Regions from separate parts of the Mus musculus genome. Here region 2 is linked to region 1. Evidence: chromatin contacts called from public Hi-C data. All regions are on one chromosome and are shown on one strand. Each heading gives the region's core, a stretch centred on a gene start, on an enhancer-like site or on the middle of the called end of the contact. The rest is flanking DNA. Distances are from core to core; before and after follow the strand shown. Region 1 has its middle 190 kb from the start of Gm36865. Region 2 has its middle 9.9 kb from the start of Gm30149.

What was found. A called contact is a pair of places that touch in the nucleus more often than the background predicts.
Region 2: a contact with region 1 is called in a Hi-C map of embryonic fibroblasts, with 9 times the contacts expected there. The contact joins two enhancer-like sites. A contact is called at or near these places in 1 of 484 Hi-C or Micro-C datasets (embryonic fibroblasts) and 1 of 115 datasets of contacts at active chromatin or transcription factors (the NIH/3T3 cell line).

What each region holds. Positions count from the first base shown.
Region 1 is chr7:72,637,615-72,642,122 of GRCm38.p6, forward strand. No RefSeq gene overlaps it. Among named protein-coding and RNA genes, the nearest start is that of Gm36865, 190 kb to the right of the region's middle. Within about 2 kb of position 2,162, at least 18 of the 459 cell types and tissues checked have an H3K27ac peak or open chromatin away from gene starts, as enhancers often do. A contact at or near this core is called in the NIH/3T3 cell line and embryonic fibroblasts, where this site is marked.
Region 2 is chr7:73,616,343-73,620,850 of GRCm38.p6, forward strand. No RefSeq gene overlaps it. Among named protein-coding and RNA genes, the nearest start is that of Gm30149, 9.9 kb to the left of the region's middle. Within about 2 kb of position 2,284, at least 332 of the 459 cell types and tissues checked have an H3K27ac peak or open chromatin away from gene starts, as enhancers often do. A contact at or near this core is called in the NIH/3T3 cell line and embryonic fibroblasts, where this site is marked.

The sequences.
Region 1 (4,508 bases), core at 912-3,411:
ATGTGCCTGATGTTTTCAGAAGACACTGCAAATTCAGCTGAGAGCCAGAAATGGTTGTACCTTTTAGTTCTTTATCAATGGATACAAAGGCACAAATATTAATTCTATATTTAACAAGCAAAGTTATACCAAGCAACTGCTAAGCAAATACGAACAAAATATGTACATATGTGTTGTCCAAAATCTACACAACAAAATTATACATAATCTGAATGTTTTTTACAAAACTTTATTAATAAATAATTTTTAAATGATGGTGATTATTATTTTTTGAATGTGTTAAGCTAGAAGTCATACCTGGTGACTGTAAACTTAGAACTTGGAAGTCTGAAGCAGGGATTAACCATGAGGTGAACTCACTACACTGTATAGTGAGTTCAGGGAAGGCTGAGGTTCACAAAGACACCCTTCATGTCTCAAACAGGCAAATATAAAAACTAAACACTGTTTTCTACCTGTCTGGTATCACACTCGAATTAGATCATCTTGCTTTAAAAATACTTCTAAAATATGTTCTATATCCCACTTCAGAGAAAAATAAAAATGAAGAATTTAAAAGATAGGCAATTTTCAACGGAATAAACACTGATCTAAGATAAATGTAAGATGATCTGACTATAAAACCAGTGTTCATAAACATCTGTTAAAATTTCAGTAGGCTTATGAATTAAACATTATTATTCCCCTTTGAATTTTAAAGATTTTATGAACTTTACTATAAAAAACTTGCAAATTAAAAATAAAATCAAACATCAAAATTAACAAGACCCAAAGTCTACCCCTGTAAATAGCCTTTATACAGTTAGACCAGTGAATCTGAGGCTGTGAACTTTATGGTGGATTTTACACTTTCACAGTGTCATTTTTTTTACACCTACCTTTCACTATAAGCATAAAATTCAGAAGAAGAGTAAAGATAGAAAAACAATTAGCTTATATCCTCTTCCACAACTGATGCCCATTACCAGCATTCAGTCTGTCTGTATCCCATAATATTTAGCCTTTCTTGTTTTATTTTTTCCATATTATCCTATACTCACAAGTACATTTGTTTACATGCATACCTATATTATTAGATAGAATCCTTGTATGAGGGAGAAAATGTGGTATTTTGCTTTCTGAGATAATGTGAGTTTGGTATTAGATATCTAAATTCATCTATTTTCCTATAACATTTTAAATTTTATTTTCCTACAGAACAGAGTAATATTCATATATATATATATATATATATATATATATATACACATATATATATATATAAATATAATTTTGATTTATCTCTTGATGGACAATTAGGTCAATACCAATTGTTTGCTATAGTGAATTAAGCAACAATAAACATTGGCGTGCAGAAATCTTTATGGAAGGGTGTGGAGTTCTTTGGTTATATGCTCAAGAGTGAAATGACTGGGCCATAGGGTACTTCTATTTTTAATTTTTTGATAATGTGATATCAGATTGATTTTCACAATGGCTGAATTAATTTGCACCTACCCCTACCAAAAGTTAATTGGTTTCTTTCTCTCCATGTTCTCTCCAACATTTGTCATCAGACTCGTTGTTGCTAACCATTCTGACTGAGGTGAGGGGAATCTCAAAATAGTTTTTATTTGCATTTCTCTGATAGCTAGGAATATCGAACACTTTAAATGATAGTTATTAGCTATTTGTGTTTCTCATTTTGAAAACTATCTATTAAGTTCATTTGCCATGCCTGTTTAAATACTAGGGTTTGGGGGGGATTTACTAGTGGTGACTACTTTATTTTTTATTTTTTATTTTTTATTTTTTTTACTCTCCATATTTTATTCTGCCCCCTGCCCCGATCCACCCTCCGACTGTTCCACATCTCATACCTCCTCCCCACATCCATGACTTAGGGAATGGCTCAATGGTTAACAGCATTGACTGCCCTTGTAAATACTAGTTTTAAGTCTTTGAAAATTCTATATATTTATACAATACATATTGACTATATCTAATCACCGTTACATCTCTACAACTTCCCCTGGTGCCTCTACCCCATCTCCCTGCTGGCCTCACATCCTGTTTTTATTTTTGTTACTAATAACGCCTTGAGTTCAGTTAGTGTTGTCCATATGTGCATGGGTGTGGGGCCATTCCCTTGAGGATGAGCAACCTAGTGGCTGCCACATCTGGAAAGGAAAGTGACTCATTCCCTTAGTATCTGTAAATGTCTAACAGCTCTGACAACAGGGTTTGAGCCTCTAGATCCCTGCTTCCTTCCATCTGGAATTTTTACTTGCTTGATCTTGTGCAGGTTTTATGCTGGTGATCACACCTGCTGTGGGCTGATGGAGGTGACACCCATGTCATGTCCAGAAGCCGGCATTTCATAGTTATCCTATCTGTCAATGCTCACACCCTTTCTGACCCTTCTCCTTCCAACTTCCTGAGCCTTGGAATGTGGGAGGTTGGTGCAGATGACCTAATCAAAGAGGATTCTTCAGAGATATTTATACTCTGCTCTTTGACTCTCTGCATTAACCACTAATCAATGAAATTCCTTGATCCTTGGTGTGGAAGATGATGCCAATGACCCATCTACAGCTTAACACTCCGAGCTGATTTTACTCTGCACTTGGAGTAGTTGTTACTCTCTACATTAACCATTAGCTACTTCCAAAAGACAAAAATTGAGAGCAGTACAAACTTGTGAGCATAAACATAAATATTTAGAATGCTCTTTGACAGCATGTCTACTTAGCAAAACACCAGTGGTTCCCCGCCCCCTCAACCCCCTAGGGCCCTACACCTCCCTTCCTATTGGACTTTGATAAATTGCATAGTAACAGGCATGAAATCTCCCCTGGACTCCAGGGTGCATATCCAGCCAGAGTATAAATGGCTGCCTCATATTTTTCAGTTCACTATTGTGTCACTGGGTCCAATCCAGTGTTGGGTGGGATGCTTGCTGTCTTTTGTCCCTCCGCAGCACGCATAGCATCTTCTGGCACTATGTATGCAAGCCAGTGGGTAGAAAGTTTCCCAGTCCGTTCAAGCTTGATTTGTTTATGTTCTACATTCAAAACACATGGTGTCATCACCAATAGGGTCTTACCATCTAGTTATGGTAGACATGCAAGAGCAATGGCAGTGGGTGATGTCACTTTGAATGCCTCTGGAGACTCCATCCTATTAATTCTTAGAGAGGTATCCTGTGACTGGCATTGAGATTTTTATCTAGTAACACCTGTCTTCTAAGAGCAGCACTCCTCCCGTCTGTCTGTCTGTCTGTCTGTCTGTCTCTCTCTCTCTCTCTCTCTCTCTCTCTCTTTCTCTCTCTCTCTCACACACACACACACACACACATTATATACATTATATGTATATAATATATAACGTTTTAATTAGCTTACAAACTAGTAGATTTCATTGAGATTTTCATTTAATAACCTCTGTCTCCTGGAATTAGCATTGATGTGTATTGTTGGGAGCCGCGCCCACATTCGCCGTTACAAGATGGCGCTGACAGCTGTGTTCTAAGTGGTAAACAAATAATCTGCGCATATGCCGAGGGTGGTTCTCCACTCCATGTGCTCTGCCTTCCCCGTGACGTCAACTCGGCCGATGGGCTGCAGCCAATCAGGGAGTGACACGTCCTAGGCGAAATATAACTCTCCTAAAAAAGGGACGGGGTTTCGTTTTCTCTCTCTCTTGCTTCTTGCACTCTGGCTCCTGAAGATGTAAGCAATAAAGTTTTGCCGCAGAAGATTCTGGTCTGTGGTGTTCTTCCTGGCCGGGCGTGAGAACGCGTCTAATAACAATTGGTGCCGAATTCCGGGACGAGAAAAAACTCGGGACTGGCGCAAGGAAGATCCCTCATTCCAGAACCAGAACTGCGGGTCGCGGTAATAAAGGTTCCCGTAAAGCAGACTGTTAAGAAGGATTCAACTGCATGAATTCAGAACTTTTCAGCTGGGGAACGAGAGTACCAGTGAGTATAGCTTTACGAGGTAAGCCTGGCCTTGAACTTTCTAAGGAAATTCAAGACAGTCTATCAGAAGTAAAGTGGAAAATGTTTGGCCTTGAATTTTTTCTAGTGTTAGAAGCCCTTTTGTTCCTTTTCACATGTTATCAAGTGGTTAAGGCAGGGAGGATTCTAGATGAAATTCAGGACAAGCTATCAGAAGTAAAGTGGGGAGAGAGAGTAGGAACAAAGAGGAAATATGGTACACAAAATAAGCATACAGGCCTTTCCAAGGGTCTTGAACCCGAGGAAAAGTTAAGGTTAGGTAGGAATACCTGGAGAGAGATTAGAAGAAAAAGAGGAAAAAGGGAAAAGAAGAAAGATCAATTAGCGGAGGTCTCTAGGAAAAGGAGCCTGTGCTCATCGCTGGATGGGCTCGGGGAGCCAGCTCTTGGTAGCTCTGAATCAGATGATGAATTCTCCTCTGAAGAAACAGACTGGGAGGAAGAAGCAGCTCATTATGAGAAAAAAGGGTACCAGCCAGGTAAAGTGCTAGCTAATCAGTTAAGGAAGC
Region 2 (4,508 bases), core at 1,034-3,533, 980 kb after region 1:
ACTAACAAGAAAATTGTACATTTGTACTGTAGTGCAAAATGTCGACAACAAAGCTATATGTGCATCATGTAATCAACGACACAATTTGTCTTACAGTGGTAATTCTTGCGAATGGGATTCTGGGTGATATTTTTCATTATAGTTTTCATGTGTTTTGTTTTGTTTTTATTCAGCATTTGAAATAAAACTTTCTGAGAGACGGGTGATGTGGGGGCCTCAGGATCCTAAGGTCACATTTAGCCACATCTCCTAGCTCCTGAAAAAAAGCATTTTAAAATAAAGGTAGTAAAAGGAGGTAGCAGATTCCACATGCAGTGTTCATCTTCCACAGAAAACTAATCTATGCGGAGGGCTAAAAGTATTTGAGCTATTTCTTGGAAGATGGCATCTTCACATTTTCTTAAATTCCTTTTAAGTTTGTTATAATACTTCATTAAAAAGTCAGAGATACGTTTTATATCAGGAAGTCTGCGCTAATGAAATTCTGGAGACAACATTTTAAAACCCTAGGAACGTTCATGTGTGACAACTGTAAAAAGAGTTGCAGGCGACTGAGTCTGAACCATTCCTATGAAGGAGAAAGCAAGGAAACCCGGAAAAATATAGGAAGTCGGCCATTATGCTGCTGGTCGAGGAACTGCTACAGACAAAGCTGTATTCTTTCCTTAGGCCTAGGAGAGGAAAGATTAGAGCCCTTTGTGTTTCGGAATTCCATTCCTTAACTCTGCGGCCCCTGGCACTAATGGTGACTGGGAGTCGTTACGCAGTGTTTTGGTTCCTCAGAGGGCTCAAGTGCTTTCGGGAATGCCTGCCAATACAATTCACAAGAACACAAAACCTAAGGAGTGGGGTGAAGTAGGTCCCCAAATCCCTTCGTCAAAAATGCACATTTAAGCTTGGGCTCCGCCCACCCCCCAGTCATTGATGTCACTGTCTCACTTGTAGTTTACCACTTAATATCGATGCTGTTTTGATCACGAGCTTGGAGATTTGTCTTAAGCTACTCTCCTCCCTCCCTCCCAACTAACACCGTAATAGTTCCGCATTTTATCCAAAATATTTATTAATTAAACTTCTAAGGTCCTTGGGAGCCAGGTGCTATTTAGAGGGGAGGGGTCTTATTATTTTGAGATAGGCCAAAGGCCTCATAAATCGCAAATATGGGAAAGAATTTGAAACCTATTCTAAAAGGCTTTCAAATCCCAAGGCGACAAATGTCTTATTCTAAATATACCATCACATTCAGAGTAACGTGTGTTAACTTATTTAAAAAGATATAAAACCCAACAAAACCTCACATCTGCGATCCTCAGGCCCATCTAAAATAAATTCCACCGGTCAGGAATGTCTACGGGGTGGGGCAAGTAGAGTTACACGGATTTGGGCAGGAAGGGGAGGCTTCAGGCTTTCGCAGCAATTCCAGGATACTAGACAATTATGCCTAATTTCCTACGTTTTAATACATACAAAACCAGATTTCCCTTTCTTTCTTTTCTTTTTTTTTTTTTTTTTTTTGCTTTTTTTCACAAAAGCCAAACAGACAAGCTTGGATTCTGCCACACTGGCCGCCCCTACAGTGAGGAGGTCCCGAAGCGCCCCGGGGTGGATAGGGGTGGGGTGTGGTCCACCTCCCAGCAGGTTCCATCTCTACCATTGCTGACCCCGGCGGGGTCCACGGTCAGCATTTTTCCTGCTCTTGCTCGCTGTTGGCCTCGCCCTGATCTAATCGCTCCCCTAGGAGGTCGACAACGCTCAGAGGACAAATGCAAAGCGGACAAAGCAAATTAAGGAAAGGCGCCGCGAAGGCCCAAAGGGAGTCCTGGATCCCGGCCAGGGGTCTCGTGATGGGCGCGCTGGCGACCGCACCCTGGGCCTGTCCAAGCGGCCTCCCAAGCTGGCGGAAGCCGGCTACGCCCCGCAGGCTGGGCCCCGACCGGCCCTTCCACTCCGCCCTTCGGGACGCTCCGGGTTCCGAGGGCGCAGGCAAGGCGCCCATCCCCCGCGGCGCCATCTTGTTGTTTTCGTGCATTCCTCCTCCTCCTCCTCCTCGCCCCATCCCCACCCCACCCCACCCCATCCCGGCCACGTGGCGCGCGGCTGCGGAAGAGAAGGCCCCAGCCCAACTTCCGGCCAGACCGGTTCCAGCCGGTTGCGGGACTCAGACGCGCGGCTGCCCCCTGGTGGCCGGACGCGGCGCAGCGGGCCACGCCTTGCCTCCTCCGCCATTTGCTGCGCGGCGCGAGGCACGTCCACACTCTGCCGCCGCCGTCGTCATCCGCCGCCATCCCGAGGGTGCGCGGGTTGCGAGGGGGAGGATGACCCGCGTCAGGCGTGGGAACGCCTCTCTTCCGGAGTGATCAGAAGGTCGCTGCGGCAGAGACGGGCGCTTGGTGTAAAAACTTTACTCGTGCCGCCCGTCTGCCCACCGCAGCCTGTCCTGGGTATTCTGCTTTCTATGTGGATTTCTCGTTAGCGTTTCATTCCAGACTAGCATTTCTCGGGTGTGTGCTGTGGGCGGGGCCCGTGCGGTCTCTTACTTAGACATCCTAGGTGGCTCCCAGGATCACAGTGGTCACACCCGGGGTCACAGACCACTAAGGCGCGGGACGAGGAGCCTGCATCGGAATCTAGGGCAGCGGATGCTTTACTGTGAGGTTCTCTTGGTCAGCATCTTCAGGGACCTCCTTGGAGGTCTCCCCACACTCACCTAAACTGAAAGCTTTGGAGTGAAGGAGACCTGACAGACGTTTAACACGCTCCAAGGGCATTTTGAGACTTACTGAAGACCCTTTATGTACCTGGCAGCCCTTCTAATAATGACGATGCCTTGGGGTGGGGGTGCTAACGCCCGAGCCAGACTTTAATATGGGCAATTCATGTACTTTTCGCCTTGTACTCTCCCTGGCTCACTGCTTTGTCAGAGAGGAAGCTGGTTCCCATTTCCATGGACCGTGCTAGAGTTTTTGAAACAATCCAAATTGTACACGCATTCGCTTGTACGGTATATACATAAAAACGAAGCAAAGGCAACCAAGTTTCAACATGGTTCACCTCCAATAAAGGAGGTAGGTTGCCAGGGCGGACGGGAAAGGTTTGTTTTGTTTTTGTTTTTGTTTTTGTTTTTTTTTTTTGGGTAAGTGTAACTTTCCAACTTGAACTATTTCAGCATTTATTCCAAAGAAAATAAGGAGTTATATTCAGAACGGTGTTAGAGTTAAAACTAGAATCCAATCCAAATGGCTCCAGATTCCCTGCATTCTGTTGACTATAATATAAAAATCTACTTTAGCCGGGCGTGGTGGCGCACGCCTTTAATCCCAGCTCTCAGGAGGCAGAGGCAGGCGGATTTCTGAGTTCCAGGCCAGCATGGTCTACAAAGTGAGTTCCAGGACAGCCCAGGCTACACAGAGAAACCCTGTCTCGAAAAGCTGGGCGGTGGTGGCGCATGCCTTTAATCCCAGCACTTGGGAGGCAGAGGCAGGCGGATTTCTGAGTTTGAGGCCAGCCTGGTCTACAGAGTGAGTTCCAGGACAGCCAGGGCTATACAGAGAAACCCTGTCTTGAAAAACCAAAAAAAAAAAAAAAAAAAAAAAAAAAGAAAAAAGAAAACAAAAATCTACTTTAAACATAAAATGTTCAATAGACTTGTATTTCCAACAATAATAAGATTTATTTAAACATTTAGACTTCTGAACAAACCTCCCCTAACTGTGCTAGTTGTAATAGCACATTGTATGATAAAATAAAAGAAAATGAACCCAAAGCTTTTAATGATAACACTTTGCTCTCTGCCACCCTGTGTCAGGCTGGCCACAAGTTTCAACTCTATAGTAGTCGAAGAGCCCGACCCTGCTTGTCTCTACCTCCTAAATGCTGGGATCATGGGCCTGTGTTACCTCACCTAGCCTTTGTTTTGTTGGTTTTTGTGTTTTAGACAGGGTCTTACTCTGTAATACAGACTGGCCTGGAACTCAGGCCTGGCCTTAGTCTCTAGGTAGCTCCCATGCCTCACCCTCAAAAGTGCTTGAGTTACAGGCGTGAGCCACCATGCCCAATTTAGAAAATAAATTTGTTAATACTGTTGCTGACAGAGACAAGCTGCGGGTGGCATCCAGACTGGCAGCCTCTTGGCCCCCAAGCTGCTAAGTGTGGAATATAGGCATGTGCCACCACATCTGTTTTCTTGCTTTTTCTCTTTCTCTTTCTCTTTTCCTTTTTTTTTTTTTTTTTTTTTTTTTTTTCCCGTCTGTGTAGCCCTATAGCCCTGGCCATCCTCGAACTCACTATGCAGATCAGGCTAGTCTCGAACTCACCTCACCGATGCCCGGCTCTATTTTGCCACTCTTCACGAGGAGTTTGAAAGCAATGCAAGCCGTGTGATTTTGACTATGTTACTTAACCTCTCATGGCTTCAGAAGTTTAAATACTTGCCTCACTGGCTTGTGAGGATGAATTGAGTTAATGTACACGTAGATGGAGCTGAGGATTCAGCCAATAGTGGGTCAAAA